Linked DNA regions of Capra hircus: region 2 is linked to region 1. Evidence: chromatin contacts called from public Hi-C data. All regions are on one chromosome and are shown on one strand. The core of a region is the stretch at or near the end of the contact, and the rest is flanking DNA. Distances in the headings are between cores, read along the strand shown. Region 1 overlaps LOC102181078 (a long non-coding RNA gene). Region 2 has its middle 140 kb from the start of INSIG2.

The links. Hi-C and Micro-C count contacts between places; a contact is called where the count stands out from the background.
Region 2: a Hi-C map of liver shows a contact between it and region 1, with 4 times the contacts expected there. The contact joins two enhancer-like sites.

What each region holds. Positions count from the first base shown.
Region 1 is chr2:65,518,911-65,523,347 of ARS1.2, reverse strand. LOC102181078 (a long non-coding RNA gene) reads left to right here. Exons shown (of 3, transcript XR_001919440.1): 2 at 3,330-3,402. Among named protein-coding and RNA genes, the nearest start is that of EN1, 11 kb to the left of the region's middle. Within about 2 kb of position 2,002, at least 1 of the 5 cell types and tissues checked has an H3K27ac peak or open chromatin away from gene starts, as enhancers often do.
Region 2 is chr2:66,246,876-66,251,706 of ARS1.2, reverse strand. No RefSeq gene overlaps it. Among named protein-coding and RNA genes, the nearest start is that of INSIG2, 140 kb to the left of the region's middle. Within about 2 kb of position 2,691, at least 2 of the 5 cell types and tissues checked have an H3K27ac peak or open chromatin away from gene starts, as enhancers often do.

The sequences.
Region 1 (4,437 bases), core at 753-3,252:
GGACCCTGGATTGCAGTCACTGTCAGAGAGGTCAAGGAAGAACAGAAGCTAGACCGGCTAGAACAACCGGCGAAGCCATGGACACTCTGAAACTCCTGGGGTGGGGTCGGAGTAGCTCCTGACTGGAGACTCCTAGGTAGATGGAGCAAAAAAGGCAGGCGTTGAGACCAAAGGAGGATCGCTCAGACCTTAAGCCACTTCCCCTAAAACTCACCATGAAATTAATAAAGAACGGAAAGAAGGGGGTGGGGGGCAGTATTTTCCTCTGGTTATCCTGAGAAAGCGTGACTTCTGCTTGGAATTTCAGGTTTGTGAAACTGGAGGGAAGGGAAGGTTGCCCGCTGTGGGTGCTTTTTGAAAGGGCCGGCACTCAAGCTTGGGGCAGCCTGCCTGCGCCCAAATTAGACGTGCCAATTGGGGCGCTCCGGAAAGGTCTGCACCTGACGGAGCAGCAGGCAGGGCCCGCTAACCTCCTCTTCAGCTTCCCAACGGCCAGGGGCAGCGCGAGGCTGGATCCGTTGCCTGTTAGGATGGTTGGGCAGAGGCCACGCTTCCCCTCCCCCGGGAATAGAAACTCCCCATGGGACACCGAGAAGGGCTGCCACTTTGAATCTGGGACCCTTTTCATTCTGGATGGAAGGGACGTTTCTCGTCTTCCAGTTTGCGCATCCAAGAATCGTTCTGGGCCGCCGGCTCCTCGGAAGTGGAAGCGGTGAATTTCAGCGTCTAAACAACCCGCGCACATTGAGATTCAGGGCCAGTGGTTAAAGTTCTTAGTTGCAGATGGAAAAATCAAGGGTCTGGTCACTTGTCCTTGTGAACCCGAACCGAGCCCTTGGTGTACTTGGTGACCTGGCCCTGACGTCCTGGCGGTCTGTGCGGCTCGGAATTTTTCGAGCTGCACTCAGAGGCCGGCGAAAAGTTCGCAGTCCCGGTTCTCGGCAGCGCGGAACTCACATTGCTTGTGACACGGGCGCTTTCCCAGCCTCTCAGATCTGACCCATGGAACTTTGTGCCCTCTGGCTTGGGTGCTGAGGCCCCGGAGTTGGTGGCCATCCCGTTAAGCTATGTCGGCCCAGGAAATGCGAGCTCCAAGCCTGGGCCTACCACGGCGGCACCGCGGCTGCAGCTGTGGGTTAAGCACGGTGGCCGCGTGATCGCTGTAGCCCAGCCGGACCGAGGGGCAGCAGGGACTCAGTGTTCAACCCACCACCTCCTTGTCTTTCCCAGCTGGGCCAAGAAACCCAGATTTCAGGAATCACAAGATGCCAGACAAGAGTGCGCTGCGAGGAGCTGATCGAGACGTGGGAACTTCGGCGGCGCTGGTGCGGAAAACGCTGGCTCCAAAGTACACAGCTCAGATTCGCCTCTGTGGAGGGACCGACAGAAGAAAAAGAACGGATTCATTTTGCACATTTCATTCAGATGTTGCGGGTCTACAAAGCCATCCGGAGAGACAGAGAGATAAGGAGAGAAACAAGGAAAGGGGAGAATGCGGGCGAGGGATCGAGATGGGGGGGAGAGGGAAGGAAGGGGGCAAGGGGAAAGAGACAAACAGATGGAAGGGCCCCTTAAGAGGAGGTAAGGATGCTGAATAAGGGTATCCAGCATGCAGCGGTGTGCTTTGGGAGCAGCTCTAAGCTCTTCTTCGGGGTTAGTTCATTTAACGCTTACAGTAACCTATTGAGAAGTGTGGCACTGCTTCTCCAACTTACAAAGGAGGAAATCGAGGCTCGGAGAGTCATAACGTAGCCCGAGGGGATGCTCACAGCAAGCGGAAAACGAAGAGCAGAATTGATCCCCAGCTCTGGGAGGAGCGGGGGAAAGTCTGTTCAGGGCGCCCAGGGAGGACGGGGGTGTTATCATTTTCTCCGCACGGAGGCGGCCTCGATGATCCCAGCCGCTCTAGCCAGGCGGGACTCGTGTGGGCTGCGGAGCTCCTTCCGGTGAACGTCGGCCCGGCCTTCTGAGTTCTCTCCGCGGGTAGGCAGATCGCTCGTCCTCGAAGGGACTGGAATCCTCTGCAGGGAGATGACCTTCCGTTTCTGTCACTCAGACAGTCCCTCCGGGTGCAGCGCAGTCGGGCAGCCAGTCATTGAGGGTATTGGTGCTCTTCGTGCTTCCGAGCTCAGTGATCTCGGAAGGGGCCCCGCGTGGACTCATTCTTGGTTGGCTGCAGCGGGCTGCGGGGGCAAAAACGCTGGTCCTGGCAGGTCGAAGCTGCTGGGAACCCCCACTCCCGACCCCACCAGCCCAACCCGCACCTCCATTTTCAGTGTCTAGTCTCGGCAGCTGGCTGCCAGAGTGATCGCCAACGCCCAGTGTTTCCCAGACTTGCTTTCCCGCAGCAGGTGGGGACTCTAGCTGGGGCGTGAAGAGAGCTTGAGTCCCGCTGAGAGGACGAGTCCTCAGGCTTCCCAGACCTGAGCCTCAAGTGTCCCACCGCCACTTTCGCATGTCCCAGGGCCGGTGGAGGAGGACAGTGGCAAAACCCGGGTTCCCCAGCCTTTCCTAGCCATCATCCCTCATCCCTCCCAGGCTCCCCTCCCAGGCTCCAGCAGCCCTTCTTACTCACCAGGATGAGGCTGAGGATGGAGAGGGAAGGAGGGGACCTAGGATCAGAATTGACAGGAGATGGGCGTCCACTCCCCTCGACCTTGGCTCCAGGTCCTCTGCAGGCCAGTGAGAAACTCTGCCGTCCTTGAGAACCTTCAGCTGGTGCTACGTGGAAGGGGTTGTGCTGATGGTTGGCTCCAACTCACCCAGGCCCTGGTGAAAGAACTTTCCAGGCAGAGGAAAAGGAGGTGGGCTCTCAGCTTGCTTCAGAAAAGTGCAGGTGGGCTGAGAAGAGGGGGCTGGACCCCAGAGTGCTATCTCCCTCAGCTAACCGCCAGGACTTTTAGTCTTTCAGCCTTTGCTCCCTCGTGTTTCCCTTTCCCACAGCTTTGTCCTTGAACCCAAGGAGCAGAGCTAGAAGCTTTGCTGCAAGGTGTCTGTCACTGAGGGGGCACCTTTGATTTCTCCAGACCCCAGCAGGGCTCTCAGATGAGGAGTGAGCGGAGAAGCCACCCCTTTCATAGCCCAACTCTGAGGCCCACTGGCCAGCAAGAGACAGTGCCCGCTGGCCTGCACTACTTTTCAATTTTGACAAACCTAATTAGGACTTGTCAAATGCTAAAAGTCTTCCTGTTGAAGGCTGTCTTAGGTCTGGAAATCACAACTCTGTAAATTTGCAGTGCAGTTGAGATTTGGCAAGAAACTGAAGGTGTCAACAATTCTGAATGAATGTGATCTTGAACTGACATGGGTCTTTTTTTTTTTTTTGGAAGATATCTGAACCTTGAGCCAAAATACACCAAAGAAGAGATTCTCCTCGCATCCTCTACCTCCTGGAAGTTACAGGTACCTTGACTGTGGGGACCTAGGGGTTGGGAGTACAGAATTTGCAGGGAGTATGGGAGGTTATTTATTTTCCCTAGGTCATCAGAGAAGGAAAGCCAAGAGACAGTGCTTCCATCCCCCTTTCTCCATCAACCTTTAGCATTTATTCCCCTCACCTCTCCTGCCTGCCCCCGTCAGTCTCCCAGCTATCAAGTGCAGACTTGACAGGAATGTTGCAAGGAAAAACCAATTAAACGGCAGTACAATGCTTTGGAAATATTAAGTGTCATGTAAACGCCTAATGCTAATAATAATCTTGATGGTGGTAATTATGTGCCAGGAAGCACATCCCAGACAGCTCAGCGCTAAACCCCAATGTGCATGTCTATGAGAATCCCAGGGAACACCCATTCTTTCTGCCACAGAGCCGCAGGTTTGAGTGGCCAGGTGGAAGGTGGGAACTCCTTCCCACTCCAGGTCCTGCCCCCATCACCTGGGAAGCAGACTGGGCTTAATCCTGGCTGGGAGTCCTTAAGTTACTTCCCTCTCTGACCCTGAAGTCCATCGCCTGTAAAATGGGAAGTTGGTGATTCCCAAGGTATGGATACCCCCATGTTGGATTCTGCTTCTTCCAGGCTCTGACCAGCTCCACGGTGCACTCAAATCAAAGTCTGACCTTTGTGAGCTGGATGTCTTCCATCTTCCAGAGCTTGCTTAAGATCGAACCATTAGGGGGATTACCCTGGTTACCCTTCATGTTTAAATAGAAGGATGTCCTTAAACACATCTCCCTCTTTCTCTGGACTCTCAATGGGAGAGGCAGGAGGTCTCAGGTCTTAACATTTTTCTAGTTTGATGAAATACCAGGCCTTCTCCAGGGCTTAAAGTTGCCTTATAAGGTCATTTCACTACCACCCGTCCCTCAGCCCCATCTTCTCCCAATCAGAGCTTCCCCACCAGTGCTGGGCTGGAGATATGGGGTGCTGATGTCTGCCAAAACCAGTGGAGGCTCAGGGGGCAACAGACTACAGTGACTCATGATTGAGGGTTTTGGGA
Region 2 (4,831 bases), core at 1,442-3,941, 730 kb before region 1:
TGACTTCAGATACAAATAGGACAATGCTCACAGAAGCAGGGGGAGTAAAAGAATTCTTTTATAGAAGTCGCAGTGTTTTCGTCTTTCTCTAACCTACCAGAAGGTGGCGCAAATTCACTGCCGATACAGTAAAAGAGGACGTGGTTTTTTTCTTTTTTTTTTTACTTGCGCCCTGCTCTGTACAAGTACAGTAAAACAGGGTTGGGCGGGGGGGGGGGAGTCTCATATTTAGAAATAAATTAACAGACTTAAAATTTCATCTTAAAAAACCCAAATAACTCATATAATACTTATCAACATATTTGCTGCCAAATTTAGTTCGATGTGGATCAAACTAGGCGACAAGCCAAAACAAAGCAAACGGGATGAAGATTTGAGAAAGATAATTTTTAATATCTCAATGTAAAAAATTAACAGGATGGAGTTCGTAATGGCTTCAGACAAACACTGCATGAAGGAAATATGTTGGAGACTCTGACAAACAGCCAGGAAGTAGTTATTCAGACATGTATTTCATTCCATTTGAAAATATTTATTATCATATTTTGACATTTAGACTTTTAAAAGTATCTTTAGCATGAAGTATATACTATGACTTCCATTTTTTGTGTGGCAGTTTGTGCATTTTTGAAATGAAAATTGAACCTTCCCTCTGGAAGATAATATAGAATGCAGAGACCCCAAAAGAGTGTTAAACAAAAATGAAAACAAAAACTCCATCATTAACAACAGAAATAACAAAACCTTTCTCACTTGGCGTGAAGGGAGCCGCTGTGAGCAAGCCCTGTTTTAGACCAACTTAGATATGTGTCTGGCCGATGCCTACTTTCCCACTAGTCAAGAGCATTTTTAGAAATGTGACGTCCACCTAAAAGGGAGAAAGTTTGTGGTTTTTTTTTTTTAATTAATTATTTCAATAAAATATCAACTGGGGTGCTTTCAAAAAAAAAAAAATACTTTCCTATATCCTCCCAGGTTCCAGGACCTCCCTTCTCGTTCTAAACTGAGAGGGAGTATTTTGAATCAAATCAAGACAAAACAAACAAAAATTTAAAACCCCCAAACCTTTCCATATACAAACCAAAACAAAGACCCAAAAGAAAGCTTGCACATTTTAAAATTAGAATTTCTAAAGACAACGCACTCAGGGAACGACCTCAGAGTTCTGGGTTAGGACTGATTTTTCAGCCCCAAATCGAGCCTAGTTTTAACAAATGTTACCAGGGAAAACAATGTATTTTTCTTTTCCTAACTAAAATCTATCTTTTAAAAAATTAATTTGCTCTCCGTATTGCCGGGTTACATTTTCATTTAACTTCGGTGCCGTGCCTTGTAATTAGTTTTTCTTGATCTGTTTCTTGGAAGAAAAAAAGAAAGAAAAAAACACCAGAATTAAAAACAAGCTTCTAGGATGCAGTTAAAATATTTTCCTTTATCACGCCTGGCGGGAAAGGAACCAACAACACTGAACCCAGGACGGCGGCGAGTCCCACGTCCCTCTAGTCCCATTTCCAAACCCCAACATCTTTTCTTAAAAATCTGCGGGGCTTATTGTGAAGCCAAGGCGCTTGGCGTAGGAAGACAGTCGCTTGTAATTTATTTGGGAGAGGGACAGGGTCTTGGAAAGGAAACTTGGGGGGTTACGAGGAGGAAGAGTCGGTTTTATTCCCCAACTTCTTCTCGGGCGTTTGCCCGGACCGGAGAGGAGCTGCTGGCCCTTCTCCGGCTCACCTGGGAAGGCCCCCTCCTGGCACCCGCTTTGTTTGGCGTGCCTTTAAAAGCCTCCTGTTGGCAGAGAGACCCACAATGAAACAAATTCTCATTTTATGACGTCTTTCCCCCTCTAGGAGTCCGAACAATGTTTGGGGGGCTCGGCACGCCAGAAGATAAAAGAGTTTTATTTTAAATGCGATACGTGTCAGGATTAGACAGCGTTTCCTTTCAGCTAAACTACAGAGCGGATCTTCATTTCCTATTGCACTGCTTCCCCCAAAAGAAACTTTTTTCTTCTTTTCTTTTTTCCTTTTCTCCCTCTTCTCCCCGCATCAAAGAGTCAGGAAGACGAGCCCTGGGCACAAAGCTGTTCCCTCTCCCCCCGCCGGAAATCATCTTGGACTTCTAATCCGTGTACATTTCAGAGCAACCCGGGGCCTCGGCGACGGTTTGGGGTTGAGTTTTCCGGGATGAGATTGCGAACTAGTTGGGGCTGCAGGGAGCGGCCGAGCCGAGCCGGGCGGGTCGCGGAGCCGAGCGCGGCGACCTTGCTGGCGGACGTGAGAGCGGGGCCTGCGCGCGGGCTCCAGGGGCGCACCGGCCGGCCGCGGCTGGGCCGCTTCGGGCCCTGGCCCGCGCTCCTAGGAAGGGGCAGGCCGGACCCCGAAGCCTCCGCTTCTGGGGTCAGCTGGCTTCCTTGGGCCACCTCGGGCCTCGATGGGACCGGGCGGCGGACTAGGGCCTTTGTCCCCGCGGGTCTCGAGGACACGGTCCGGGCGCCCGCCCCCTCCTGCCCCAGACCGCGGAGAAACCTGGCGCTTAACAGCCTTTTGCACTTTTCCGGCACTTTCTCGGGAATCGGAGGAGCCCGGCCAGAAATCCCGAGGAGGGAGGTCGTGATTTATGGTCGGGGAGCCGGAGTCTGGCACCATATGGTGGGATTTATCAGGCCCTGGCCGCCTCCAGCCCCCGAGAGAGCCCCCACCTCCTATGTCGGGCAAACAGTGCCCGGCTGACAATGTCGCCGGCCCGGCCCGGGGCTGGAAACGCCTGGACCGCTCCTTTCCTCCCTTCAAGAAGTTGATAGATGATAGGCTTTATATATACATACATACATACATACATACATACATACATATATATTTACCTTATGGTATTACTCGGGATTACACAAAAAAGTAACTTGTGATCTTTGGACATTAGCACTTAACATTAGGCTGCTGGGACCCCCCCTCCCCCGGCCCCCCGGCCCCCCTTCCCTTTGGAGGAGGCGAGCGGGGGCGCCTTGGGGCCAGGTGGAAGGTGGTGTAGGGTTAAGAAGTGTCGGACCTCGGAGAAGGGCCTCACTTCCTCTTCGTTTTGTCGCCCTTTGTGTTACATACGGGGGCAAGCAAGGTCTGCCAATCACTACCATTTCTCTTTCTTGTTCTATAAAGACGGGGTCGTCACAGCAACAGGGACATGACAGGCTGGTATCTCTCTCGAGCTCCAGGGGGCCCTTAATAGGATTGAAGCAAAAGATCAAGCGAATGGTTTCCTATTTTAGGTCCGTAATAACTCCCAACTGCTTGCATATACATGGGCCTTACAGTATTATGAGGCGATTTTTTAATCCCAGAAAAGAGGAACCTGTGTTCTAGCCGAGTCTGTCTTAGAGAACCCTATGGGATCCACCCTCCCCCGCCACCCTTCATCCTCATCCTCCCTTTTATTTGAGGGGAGGGATTTCACTCCCGATTTCACTTACCACCCCTCCCCCAGAAGCCGAAGGTGTCATTTCCTTTCATTAATTCATTTTACCAGCTCAAAGTAAATAGTCTGTTTAGAGGGAACAAAGACCCCCCTTTTTGGTATTCAGTTGAAGTCCCCGGTGGGATCAGAAGTTTGCATATCTTTGGAGATACTGGCCTTAGATAAGGTTTAGCCGGACATCCCTACCTCCTACACCAACCTCCCTGCACCGCGCCCCACCCCCCACTCCCCCAACCCACACACCTACCAAAACACAAAGCAACCTAAGGAGAAATGAAAAGGTTTCTCTCCCCAGGCCACTGTTCATGTTCAAAATGAAGTCTCCTGGGCATGGGGAGTACGCATGGTGGGTGGATGTCCCTTATCTGTGTGCTTGTTGAGTAGAGAGAGGAAACAGATGCAATGCATGGGGCAAGGAGGTGGCTTGTTTACACCCTTGAAGACCTGGGGAAACCTGTCAAAGGAGACTGACTGCAAAAAACTGAGACTGCCTGGGAAATCTGAAGGCAAACAACCCTGCAAGAATCAGCACCAGCAACATCTGTCACCACAGCTGTTTCCTTTCTGGTTGGTGAGAGAACCTCTGTGGGCTGGCATTGAACTCCAGGCAACGGGCCCAGGGTCTTTCTCTTCCAAACAGAACCTTCCAGGTCTCTGTGTACTTAGCCTGCTTAAAAAGAAAACACAATACAAAGCAAAACAAGCATGGCATTGCCACCCTTTAGGGGAAAAGAAATAGCCTGGTTGAAGCAGGTTAAGAAGTGTTTTTGTCATGTGGTTGCAGATGGGGAAACTGAGGCACAAGGTATCAGGGAACTTTCAAATTAACATCCAGAGAAGAAATCAGAATTGGTGAATTCAGTTCTCAGCCTATTGAATTCTGCTGAATGTCTCAGAAGGCACTGACTTTAAAAATTGAGTGTTTTTATTGTTTGTTTTCCCTTTCATTCAATCAAAAGATAATTATTGAGCACCTTGGATGTGGAAGATAAAATGCTTTGTGTTGTGAGAGATAAACAATGAAATGTGGCCTTAAGCCTGAAAGAATATGTCCGTTAGTCTCTGGGCACTGTGACAAGCAAGGACATGTGGCAGTGGTGGCTTGGGCTGAGGTTGTAGTAGGGAGGAGCTCTGACAAGGGAACGAGGGATGTCTGGCTTGAGTAAGCAGCAGAGACTTCCTGGAAGAAGTAGCACTGGGGTTCCTAGGACCTGCAGGCTGAATGAGATTTTGGTAAGCAGAGGTGGGAGAGGACACTGATGATACAGAGAACAGCAGGCTTTCACCATCACAAGGCAATGGCAAGTTAGTTTTTCAGGGGATGGAAGGAGATAAGGCAGGAATGAAACAGGAGACAGCTACAGCC